Regions from separate parts of the Callithrix jacchus genome. Here region 1 is linked to region 2. A link is a contact called in public Hi-C data. All regions are on one chromosome and are shown on one strand. The core of a region is the stretch at or near the end of the contact, and the rest is flanking DNA. Distances in the headings are between cores, read along the strand shown.

The links. A called contact is a pair of places that touch in the nucleus more often than the background predicts.
Region 1: a Hi-C map of skeletal muscle shows a contact between it and region 2, with 4 times the contacts expected there. The contact joins the promoter of ANKRD9 here to the promoter of ZNF839 in region 2. A contact is called at or near these places in 2 of 3 Hi-C or Micro-C datasets (both in skeletal muscle).

The regions. Positions count from the first base shown.
Region 1 is chr8:137,389,722-137,395,486 of calJac240_pri, reverse strand. It overlaps ANKRD9 (ankyrin repeat domain 9), which reads left to right and starts at 2,961. Exons shown (of 4, transcript XM_009006582.5): 1 at 2,961-3,206; 2 at 4,181-4,255; 3 at 4,541-4,669; 4 at 4,787-5,765. The coding sequence starts at 4,840.
Region 2 is chr8:137,215,363-137,221,171 of calJac240_pri, reverse strand. It overlaps ZNF839 (zinc finger protein 839), which reads right to left and starts at 2,159. Exons shown (of 8, transcript XM_017977342.4): 1 at 1,837-2,159. The coding sequence starts at 2,133. TRNAI-AAU (transfer RNA isoleucine (anticodon AAU)) reads right to left here and starts at 4,583; the gene lies at 4,510-4,583.

The DNA.
Region 1 (5,765 bases), core at 1,712-4,211, 170 kb before region 2:
AGGCCTCTGGGGCAGGGGGATCACTTGAGGCCAATAGTTTGAGACCAGCCTTGCCAACATGGCCAAAACCCCGTCTCTACTAAAAATACAAAAACTGGCCAGGCGACGTGGCTCATGCCTGTAATCCCAGCTTCCTTTGGGAGGCCGAGGCAGGTGGATCACGAGGTCAGACGTTTAAGACCAGCCTGGCCAACACAGTGAAACCCCATCTCTACTAAAAACACACAAAAAAATTAGCTGGACATGGTGGTAGGTGCCTGTAATCCCAGCTACTCGGGAGGCTGAGGCAGGAGAACTGCTTGAACCTGGGAGGTAGAGGTTGCAGTAAGCTGAGATCTCGCCACCGCACTCCAGCCTGGGCAACAGTGTGAGACTCTGTCTCAAAAACAAACAAACAAAACCAACCAACCAAACAAAACTAAAAAAACCCCAAAAACTAGCCGGGCGCCATGGCAGGTGCCTACAGTCCCAGCTACTCAGGAGGCTGAGGCTGGAGGATCGCTTGAGCCCAGGTGTTCTGGGCTGTAGTGTGCTATGCTGATCAGGTGTCTGCGGTAAGTTTGGCATCAATATGGTGGCGTCCCGGGAGTGGGGGACCACCAGGTTGCCTAAGGAGGGGTGAACTGGCCCAGGTCAGAAAAGGAGCAGGTCAAAACTCCTGTGCTGGTCAGTAGTGGGATCTCGCCTGTGAATAGCCACGGCACTCCAGCCTGGGCAACATAGCGAGACCCCCATCTCTTAAAAAATTAAAAAAAAACAAACAAACCCCAAACTAGCTGGGCATGGTGGCGCATGCCTGTAATCCCAGCTACTTGGGAGGCTGAGGCATGAGAATAACTTGAACCTGGGAAGTAGACGCAGTGAGCTGAGATTGTGCCACTGTACTCCAGTCTGGGTGATGGAGTGAGACTCTGTCTTGAAAAAAAAAAAAGGCCTCTGGGATCCCTAGCAAGGAAGGCAGGTCAGGTTGAGGGGGCAAGGGAGACATCAAGGGGTGGAGAGACCCACCCTGAGGCCCAGGGTACAGCCTGGCATCCACTGATGCCCTTTTATCCTCATTCCAGCAGTAGCCATGGAGACAGCTGCACCTCAACTCCAGCCCTCAAAGAGCAGAATGGGGCAAGGGAGCAGGGGAGCCTTGAGCCACAGGTAGCCCACCTGAGCACCACCTCCCCAAGATTCCCCCAGGGTCTGGAGCTCCCAAAGGCTGGCTGTTGTCCCAAGGACCTCCACTCACTTTGCTTTCCCCACCATCATACTGGGGGCGTCCGGAACTGGCAGATGGGAGAAGCCCTAGGGAGACAGGCCTAGAGATGGGAGGAGACATGCGTGGAGCTAAGGCAAAGGCAGGTGCAAATGCCAGGCCCAGTGCCCTCTGTACCCCTACCCCTGCTGATGACCTGGTTGCTGTAAGCTTGGCAGTTTCCATGGACTCCCTGGGAGAGATGGCATGGCCTGCAAGTTCCCCTGCCCTGAGGTGGGGCAGGGCTGGTGGGGTCTGGGCATCTCCCGCTGGGTGCATGCAAAGCAGCCTGGGCAGGGTGCACGTGAGAGCCACCTGCGCCGGGGTGGACTGGCCCTCTCTGGGCCTCACAGCCTTGCCTGCCTCCTGGTACTACCCACCCAGGACTGCTTTGTGGCATGTGTGCCTAAGGGATTGCGCTTGTGCGGCTGGGGACAGCGGCCTGCCCAGGTCTGTTGAGAGGGCCCAGGTGACTTCCACGCAGACTGGCCCCACCAGCACCTGCCCTGACTGGCTGGTGCACAGAGGTAAGCCAGGACAGGGCTGGGCATGGGTGTAGGGACGTGTCCTCTGGGCCAGGCCCCTCCCACCGGGGGCGAGACAGAAGCCCTGCTTGGATGGAGCGGAGTGGGAGGGTCTCCCTGGTGAGACAGTACTGCAAGGACAGGGACAGCATTCTGCGGAAGGAGCCAGAAAGAGCCCCTGTATGGAGTGTGGGGAGTTCACCATGAGACCCCAGGGGCCTGGCCTCTGAGAATTTCTGTGGGGGATTCCAGGTGGAGGGTCGTGCCCCTCTCCAGATCTGTGTCCGCATCTGTAAAATAGGCCTAGAACTTCCAGCCGCTGAGGCAAGTGAGGCCATGAATCAGTAGAGATGGACCCAGGCTCCTAAGCCCCCTAGGTCATGACCCCAAACCTTGGACCCCCACGGAGAGGCTGGGGCGGCTGAGGCCAAACCCAACCCATCTCGCCCAAATGTGGGAAGAACCGCAGGGCAAACCCTGGCTTCTCTCCTGGCGGCTCCTCTCTTGGAGGCCACCTATCTGAGGCCTGCTTTGCTGGGGGCCGAACTGGGGATCATTGTGTCCACTGCGGCGGGTGGTCGTGAATCGAGGCGGAATCAAGAGTGTGGAGGCCGAGACGGGCGTCGCGCCCACTCCTAAGGAGCTGTCCTCGTCCGTCCGCCCCTCCCTACTGTGCGCGGGTCCGCCGGAGCGGGGGCGCGCCAGGAACCGAGCCGGGCAGAAGGCTGTGGAGCCCTTAGGGGTCACAGCTCCCCCGCTTCCCACGTGCAGATGGGGCAACAGCCCGGAGGATTTTCCCAAGGTCACAGAAGGTCAGAGAACAGGGGAGTTGGACGCGACGAGTAAAGTCACGCACGGCGGAAGGCGGGCCACCTACGCGCGCGCCCGGGCTGGCAGAGCAGCTACGCCCTCCCCGGACCGGGCTGCCCGGAGCGCGGAGCCTCTCTCCGCCCGCAGCTCGGGTTCCCGGAGCCCCGCCCCTCTCGCCACGGCCCCGCCCCTCCGCTCCGTTTGTCCCCGCCCGCGCTCCCTCAAGTTTCTCCGAAGTTTTCCGCGGGTCCAGCGGTGAGCCCCGCCCGCCAGCCGGTGACGTAACAATGGTGCAGCGCGGCGGCCAATGGGCGGTGGCGGGGGCCGGCGGCGCGGGCCAATGGCGGCGGCGGACGGTCCCGCGGTCCTGCCCGGCCGGGGCCGCACTGCGCCGCCCGCCGCCCGCCGCCCGCCGCCCGCCGCCCGCCCGCCGCCGGCGCCGGCACCGCCGCCCTGCGATCCAGCCGCGGCGGTTCACAGCGCGGCTGCGGCGGGCGCGGGCGGCGGCGGCTCCCTCCCGTGCGTCCGTCGTGGGACCTTCGCTCGCTCGCTCGCCGGCTGGGGACAGCACGCTCTCTGGCCCGCGGCGGGGGCGGGGACGCCCGGCCAGTGGCCCCGCGCCCCCCAAGGTGAGTCCCCGGCCCCAGCGCCGCACCCGCAGCCGCCGCCGCCTCCTCCCCCGGGACACACGCACGCAGGTGCAGCCCTATCTGCGCTGGCCACCTGCGCGCGGACGCCCCGCTCGCCCTTGCGACCCTCCGCCCCCCGAGGTCAGGCCGTGCGGGCCGGGAGGGGACGGGAAGGAGGTGGCGGGCGGCCTCGGGCGCGGCGCTGCCCTCGATGGCCCAGCCCCCTTATTCACGAGCCGCGGCCGTGTCTCTGCCCGCTGACGTGGGGAGGCCGAACTTTACGTAACCTGCCCGGCGCCCCACGCGTGCCCGCACAGGGCATACCTGGCGCGGAGGCCCAGGCTTGGGGAACGGACTCCAGTCACGGTGTTGCCCACGGGCCGCAGCCCACCCCCACCGGGCCGCTCTCCTTAACTCAGTTACTCCAGCGATAGTGACCCAGTGTGTGTGGATGCGGCCTGCCCTCTGTCCCAGGCTCCCTGTGACCAAGGGCTTACCCTTGAAAGAAGGCAGTAGGGAGCCTGGGCCAGAGCCAGAGGTCAGACGCCTAGGCTCAGGTCGGGGCTGGGGGCCCAGAGGGCAGGGGCAGGGCACAAGCTCGATTCCCTGTGGGTTGGGAGTCCCCACCAATTCTGGAATGAGCCCAAACTGAGACGCAGGAGACCTGAGTTCTAGGCCTGGCTCTGCCGTGGCTTGCTGACCTTGGAGAAGCTTGTGCCCTGCTGGAAAGTGGGATGGCAGTACCCACACTTCATCTAGTAGTTGGGGAGATCAAGAGAAGTATGAGACCTAGAGAGGATGGCTGATAGTGCAGTGTGGTGCACACCGGTCTTAAAGTTGTTTTCACTCTCCTGCCTCCTCTCAGGAGCTAGGGGTGCTAACGTGTAAGCAAACATGTTTGGACAGGGCTGGCGCTATGCCCCAGCCTCACCCTGTCCCGCACAGCCGTCATCCACCCCTCCCCTTTCTTACAGATGAAGCTGAGGCTTGGCCAAGGACAGTGATATACCCACATCCCCAGAACTAGGTGATTGCGGTGCAGGAACCAGGTAGGTCTGAATCTGGATCATGCTTGCCTCTGACCAGCCCAGGAAGAGGCTTCAGGGGCTTCCAAGTGGTCTGGGGTCAGAGGTCAGGGTCAGGGTGGCGCTTGGGCTGGAGAGTGGATTTGGCTCAGCTTGTGATGTGGGCCCAAGCTTTCCCATCCCTTTTCTTTCTTTCTTTGGGGTTGTGTGAACCTGGCTTAGGTGGGACGGAAGCCCTTCCAGTGGGTCCCTGGGTTGGAGAGGGCTGGGGAGATCTGAAGGCATGGGCAGCAAGGGCATCTCCAACAGAGGTGCCAGAGAGCAAGTCCGTTTCAAGAAGGGAGAACTGGTACAGCTAGATCAAGGATGGAGGCGGTGGTGGGCGTGGGAGAGACGGAGCTGTGTGGGATGAATGGAAAGGTCTGGCCAAAGCTGGAGGTAGGTACGAGGGCCTGGGGGGCTGGGACCAGAGGGGCTGTGTGAGGGGCAGAGGGGAGTCCCTGTACCTCCCCAGTTTCCCCGCGCCTCACCGTGGCCCCTTCCCCTTCCCCGCAGGTGTGCCTTTACGGGACCCATGCCTTGAGGCCCGGGAGCGCCCCGCTGCCGGCATGCCGTGGGACGCACGGAGGCCCGGGGGCGGCGCGGACGGCGGGCCTGAGGGCCCCGGCGCGGCGCGCTCACGGGCGCAGAAGCAGTGCCGCAAGTCGTCGTTCGCCTTCTACCAGGCGGTGCGCGACCTGCTGCCCGTGTGGCTGCTGGAGGACATGCGCGCCAGCGAGGCCTTCCACTGGGACGAGCGCGGGCGCGCCGCCGCCTACTCACCCTCCGAGGCCCTGCTCTACGCGCTCGTGCACGACCACCAGGCGTACGCGCATTACCTGCTGGCCACTTTCCCACGGCGCGCGCTCGCACCGCCCAGCGCGGGCTTCCGCTGCTGCGCGGCTCCCGGGCCGCACGTGGCGCTGGCGGTGCGCTACAACCGCGTGGGCATTCTGCGCCGCATCCTGTGCACCTTGCGCGACTTTCCTGCCGAGGAGCGTGCGCGCTTGCTGGACCGGCGCGGCTGCAGCCGTGTGGAGGGTGGTGGCACGTCGCTGCACGTGGCCTGCGAGCTGGCGCGCCCGGAGTGTCTCTTCCTGCTGCTAGGCCACGGCGCCTCGCCCGGCCTGCGTGATGGCGGCGGCCTCACGCCTCTCGAGCTGCTGCTGCGCCAGCTGGGCCGCGACGCTGGGGCTACTCCCGCCGCCGCTGCTGAAGCCGCGGCCTCCGCACCCGGGGAGCCACGCCAGCGCCGCCTGCTGCTGCTGGACCTGCTGGCGCTGTACACCCCCGTGGGTGCCTCTGGCCCGGCCCGCCGGGAGCTGCTGGGCGACCGGCCGCGCTGGCAGCGGCTGCTGGGTGAGGACAAGTTCCAGTGGCTGGCCGGCCTGGCACCGCCCTCGCTCTTCGCGCGCGCCATGCAGGTGCTGGTCACCACCATCTCTCCCGGCCGCTTCCCTGAGGCCCTAGATGAGCTGCCGCTGCCTCCATTCCT
Region 2 (5,809 bases), core at 910-3,409:
TCAACAAAGCTGCTTCTGATCTCCTCAGCCAGAAACAATCTCCTTTTCTCTAAATACATTTAGTTCTTTATCACTATCTTTAGCTTTCTGGCCTTGCTTAGAAGGAATCTGGGTCGTGTTTTATCTCCTGTTAGTTCATCAACTACTGAAGGGCAAAGTACACATCCGGTTTTCTTTTGTGGCCTCCATGATGCATCTGGGGCGGAAAGAGTATTAGCAGAAGGTGCTGCAAAGTTACATTATTGCAAGTAGACTTTGTATCATCTCCATTAGACTAGCTACAGAGTACAATCTCATAGTGCTACCTAACCTTGATAAAGTTTGCCTTTATGAAAAATACGTCATTTTTGGACTTCATTCCAAATCCAAAAAGCTGTGGCCATATTCAGCAGAGCATGCTGAGGAGTACAGGGGCTCTGGAGAGCAGCCACACCTGAGGGACCCCGGACAAAGCCACTCAACCTCCCTGAGCTTATTTCCCACCAGCAAAATGCTGGTACAAAACACTGTGGAAAACTAAGCAGCGGGGCACACTGCCTGGGGCAGAGCAGAGGCTCTGCAGATGGCCACCCCGGATGGCGTCTTGCAGCCATCTGACCCAGACCAAAGACCAAAAAGGTTGAGTTACCCAAGGTCACACCTCTGGATAGTGATAGTGTGGCATTTGGGCGGGATCATACTTGTCTTCCCAAATCTTAGCGAGACAACTCTCCAGTCTTGATGATTAACTGGATACGACCCTAGGCAACTAACAGCCAAAAAAACTCACGAGTGAAGATCCCTGATTCTATTCACTAACCCATTTCTTCCAGTGGAATAAGTTAAGCTCTTTTTTTTTTTTTTTTTGAGATGGAGTCTCGCCCTGTAGCCCAGGCTGGAGGAGTGCAATGGTGCGATCTCGGCTCACTGCAACCTCTGCCTCCCGGGTTCAAACGATTCTCCCGCCTCAGCCTCCTAAGTAGCTGGGATTACAGGCGCCCACCACCACACCCAGCTAATGAAAGCTCTCTTTCGGCAATTTTGGGATGAGACTAATTTTGTTTACCACCCCAGCGCTGAAATGGGATGGAATTTCACAGATGACGTGTAGGACCTCTGGCTTCAGGCGCTACGCTACACCCTCCGGACTTGGGCGACCATATCTCCAGGAAATAAACCCACTGAGAAAGGCTGTTTTGTAGTATAAGAGTGCTTTCACATATTCCAAACATTACGTGTGCATGAGGTGCTGTGCTGGGTACTGAGGTTACAAATCAGTGACTGTCACTCAGGACGGTAAGTCCCGCAGCGAACTCGTATATTGTGTTTAACTTTCTGCCAAGCCTGGGCCTCGGCACCTTACACCTAAAAAGCCAAGTTGGTGCCTTTAATTCATTCAGGTTTCCGCTCCAGGGTCTGGCCCCACGGGACCACCCACTCCAAAGCAGCCCCATCACTCCCAGAACCTGCCTTCTGTTCATTCTTCAAGTGTGTTCAAGGCGTCACCTCGCGCACACAGTGGGGCGTGGCGGGAGCACCGTCTCTAAGTGCCCCGCCAAGGCCGCACGAGCGGCCAGAGGCCTGCAGGGAGAGCTAGGCGGCACGCAGGCGCCCCGCGGAGGCAGGGAAGGCACGAGGGCGTCCCAGGCACAGGGCGCAGCGTGAGCAACGGCTCCTCGACTGAGGCTCCTGGGGTGAAAATGCCAGGGTGGTGACAGGTGGGGGCCGAACGCCGTCCCTGGGGAACTCGGCCTGGGGACGCCCTGAGTCTTGACCCGGGCGAAGCAGCCAGCCCCGCCGCGGGGCCTCGGCCCCCTCCAGGCCTCAGTTTCCCTACGTCCCTTCCCGGCGCCTCACCTGGGGCGGCAGCAGGCGCGGCAGGCGCGGGGGCTCGGCGCCCGGGCCCCGCTGCAGGGCAGCCTGCTGGGCCGCGTCCCGCAGCCGCCGCGCCGCTTCCTGCAGCACGAATGGGGGCGGCGGCGGCGGCGGCGGCGGCTGCGCCTTCGTCACTCGCTCCAGGACCCGCCGCAGCTGCTCGGGGTCCAGCGGGGCCACACGTGCGACGCTGCCGTTCTGGCCCGGAGTGGCCGGGCCGCCGCCGCCGCCGCCGCCATCCTCGCTGCCGCCCCCAGCCTCCGGCTCCACATCCGCCATGGCGGCCGAGGCGGGGACTCGAACCCGGGTCTTTGAGCGACGGCGGCTCCAATGTGCGTCACTTGGGAAAGGGGCGGGCTACGGGTGCCTCGCAGGCCAAGACACCTCGGAAGGCGACCGTGCCTGGCGGGAAAGTCGTGGAGTGCCCCGCCCCCGCCGACAACCACCGCGGCTCCTATCAGCAGAGCGAACACCCGCTCTCCCTTATTTTCTTACTGCCTGTCATGGATGTATTTATTTATTATTTATTATTATTTTTTTTAATGAGACGGAGTTTCGCTCTTGTTACCCAGGCTGGAGTGCAATGGCGCGATCTCGGCTCACCGCAACCTCCGCCTCCTGGGTTCAGGCAATTCTCCTGCCTCAGCCTCCCGAGTAGCTGGGATCACAGGCACGCGCCACCATGCCCAGCTAATTTTCTGTATTTTTAGGAGAGACGGGGTTTCACCATGTTGACCAGGATGGTCTCGATCTCTTGACCTCGTGATCCACCCGCCTCGGCCTCCCAAAGTGCTGGGATTACAGGCACGCGCCACCATGCCCGGCTAATTTTTTGTATTTTCAGTAGAGACGGGGTTTCACCATGTTGACTCTAGGCCCTCTAACACAACGTCCTCACCTCTGGTGATCCACCCACCTCAGCCTCCCAAAGTGCTAGGATTCTAGGTGTGAACCACTGTGCGCAGCACAGTGGAAGCTCTGCTTTTTAGCAGATAAGAGATTTCAGGATTTTTTTTTTTTTAGACTGAATCTCACTCTCTCTCCCAGGCTGGAGTGCAGTGGCGCCATCTTGGCTCCCTGCAACCTCCACCGCCTGGGTTCATGTGATTCTCCTGCCTCAGACTCCCAGGTAGATAGGATTGCAGGCATCCGCCACCACACCCAGCTAATTTTTGTATTTTTAGTAGAGACAGGGTTTCACCATGTTGGTCAGGCTGGTCTTGAACTCCTGACCTCAGGTGATCCACCCGCCTCAGCCTCCCAAAGTGCTGGGATTACAGGTGTGAGCCACCGCACCTGGCCAGATTTCAGGAATTAAAATGCCTTCTACTCAAAATAATTTTCAGGCCAGGCGTGGTGGCTCGCGCCTGTAATCCAAGCACTTTGGAGGCCAAGACGGGCGGATCACCTGAGGTCGGGAGTTCAAGACCAGCCTGACCAACATGGTGAAACCCCGTCTTTAAATAATAATAATATTCATGCCACCGTGGCATATTCTAAACCCCTTCAAGCTCAGGAAACGTGAGGGCTGCAAACTCCACCGAGGCCTCCATGCTGTGACCCTGCATCTAACAACGTGCCTGCCAGTACTATTAAAAGATGTGACATTCATCTGTGTACAGGTGTCTATTTTAGGTGTCAGCCGCCCAGGCTCTCCTAAGTTTGCTTATAATAGCAGCAGCGCCATCGCCTGGCATTTATTGAGAACTTTTACTACACCCTGGGCACTTACCAAGGTCTGTAGATTTTTGAGCTCCTTCTTATTTAGGTCAGACAGAGCTAGTAGCTGTTTCCACTGTAGAATTTTCAAGAACAGGTGGAGCCCCTGATGGATCCTGACATTAATGGCATCGACCCTATACAACCGGCTTTTGTTCAGCTGAGCACAACTGACCACCCTAGAAACTTGAACCAGGAGAGGGAAATGCATCCACCTGCTCCGGCTGCAAAATGCAGAACCAAGAGGAAGAAATGAGAAGCCTAAGAGATTTCTGAAAAGAAAAGGGGGCGGTGGGGCGGGGAAGAGAAGGTTTCCAGAGGCTTTCACAACCTGAACGCCTCACTGAAAACGTGGCAGTCATCTGCTGGCTGTCACTGTCTGTCTCAGCGTTTTGCGCCCAGCCTAGAACGGTGCTGGGCCAGCAGTGGTAGCACTCCACACTCATCTGTGGAATGCATTCATTCCAGGCCGGGATTTTCAACTCTAGGGCCTCCCCGCCAGGGGGCCCAGGGAACACTAGGCCGAGACATCTGGGAGCACCTGTCTTCACTGGGCGGTTCCTCCAGGCCAGACGCAGCCTCAGGAAACGTGGGGGGTGGGAGCTGGTGATGTGCATCGGTTTGGATGTGCTGAGTGCCCCCCCAAAAATGACAAATGTTAAAGGCCTAACCAATGGCATTCTAAAACAGACCCTTCAGGTGGCATCGGGCGTGAGGTCTCTGCGTGAAGAGCCACGGCCCCAGCGCGCGTTGGGTTCCTCCCGCTGTCCCCAGCAGGCCGCCTTCGACCACCTCTGGGCCGAGTCCAAAAGATTCCGCCATTCGCTCCTGCCTGCACGCCAGTTACAGTACCAGAAAGGAGCATTTAAAAAAAAACAGTTGCAAAAGGAGTTCATGGGTGGAGGGGGGGGGGGAAAAAAAAAAAAAATTCCAGACTGGCCCGTACGGGGATCGAACCCGCGACCTTGGCGTTATTAGCACCACGCTCTAACCAACTGAGCTAACCGGCCGCCTGACGGGGCGGTGCCACTAGGATTCTTAGGAGGGCTCCACGCCCGCGCCCGCCGGCGACTCACCCCTTACCGAGCGCGCGCCGCCGGCTCCTTCCGCTTCGCCCCAGCGGTGACTTTCCACCTCCTCCCGGTCATCCCCATTGGCCGGATGCAGAAACTGAGACCTAGGGGGCCTCGAGAAGGGAGACGACCTCCAAACCGCACGTGGGAGGTTCAGCTCCGCTGTGAGAAGGTTTTCAAACATTCCAACTCCCTGCTGTTTTTATCTCCGAGAATCCTGCAGCCCGGAAACCTCGTGTATCAGAGCCTTTATTTTAGCATGGTTAAAACAATTAAATCAAGCTTGGAGAACACAAAAAACCGGACCAAGGACAAAAGAACCACCCGTTCCCTATCGCCCAATAAACAAGGGCCGCTGGGGTCCTGGCTTCCTTCCTGCCGATTTTTCCCCGCACTGTGCACGAGTATTTAATACATATGTACCTGGAATCCAAAGCCTTGTTTGAAGCAGTCTGCTTTTTCTCTTTCTTTTTGCATTTAATATTCCATCATACGCATATCCCTAAACAGTTGCAAATGTCATTTTAAATGATTCCTCGGTGTTTCCTTTCTTTTTCTTTTTTTTAAATAAAGAAAAGAGGTTTATTCGGCTCCTGGTTCTGCGGGCCGTACACCAGCATCCACTTCTGGGAGGATCTCAGGAAGCTTCCTGAGATCAACTTGAAGGGACCCCTGACGTCAATCCCATCAACTTGAAGGGACTCCAGACGGCGCTGGAGCACATCCTCGGCGGAAGTGGGCCTCAGTGTTTCATTGAGTGGACAAACCATAGCTTTCTCTCCTTTTTCTTGGGGGGAGGGGTATGAAAAAATGTTTTTATTTTGCTCTCGTTAACTGAGCACATAAATAAATCACATGGTACAAGGTAGAAGGGTTCATACAGCCACTGGGCGGGCAACAATGGTACCCACCCCTAAAAGGATAGGATCTTTATGCCAAAGGGGGGGGGGGAGAGAGAGAGAGAGAGAGAGAGAGATGCTAGGAAGACAAACCGTCCTGGTGTCTCCTAAAGGGCCTGAGCATGGTGTGCTACTGTGGTCTTCTCACTCCAGGAGCACCAGAACGGAGCACCGACTGTTTTTTTTTTTTTGACAAGAGTCTCGCTGTGTAACCCAGGCTGGAGTGCAATGGCGCAATCTTGGCTCACTGCAACCTCCCTCTCC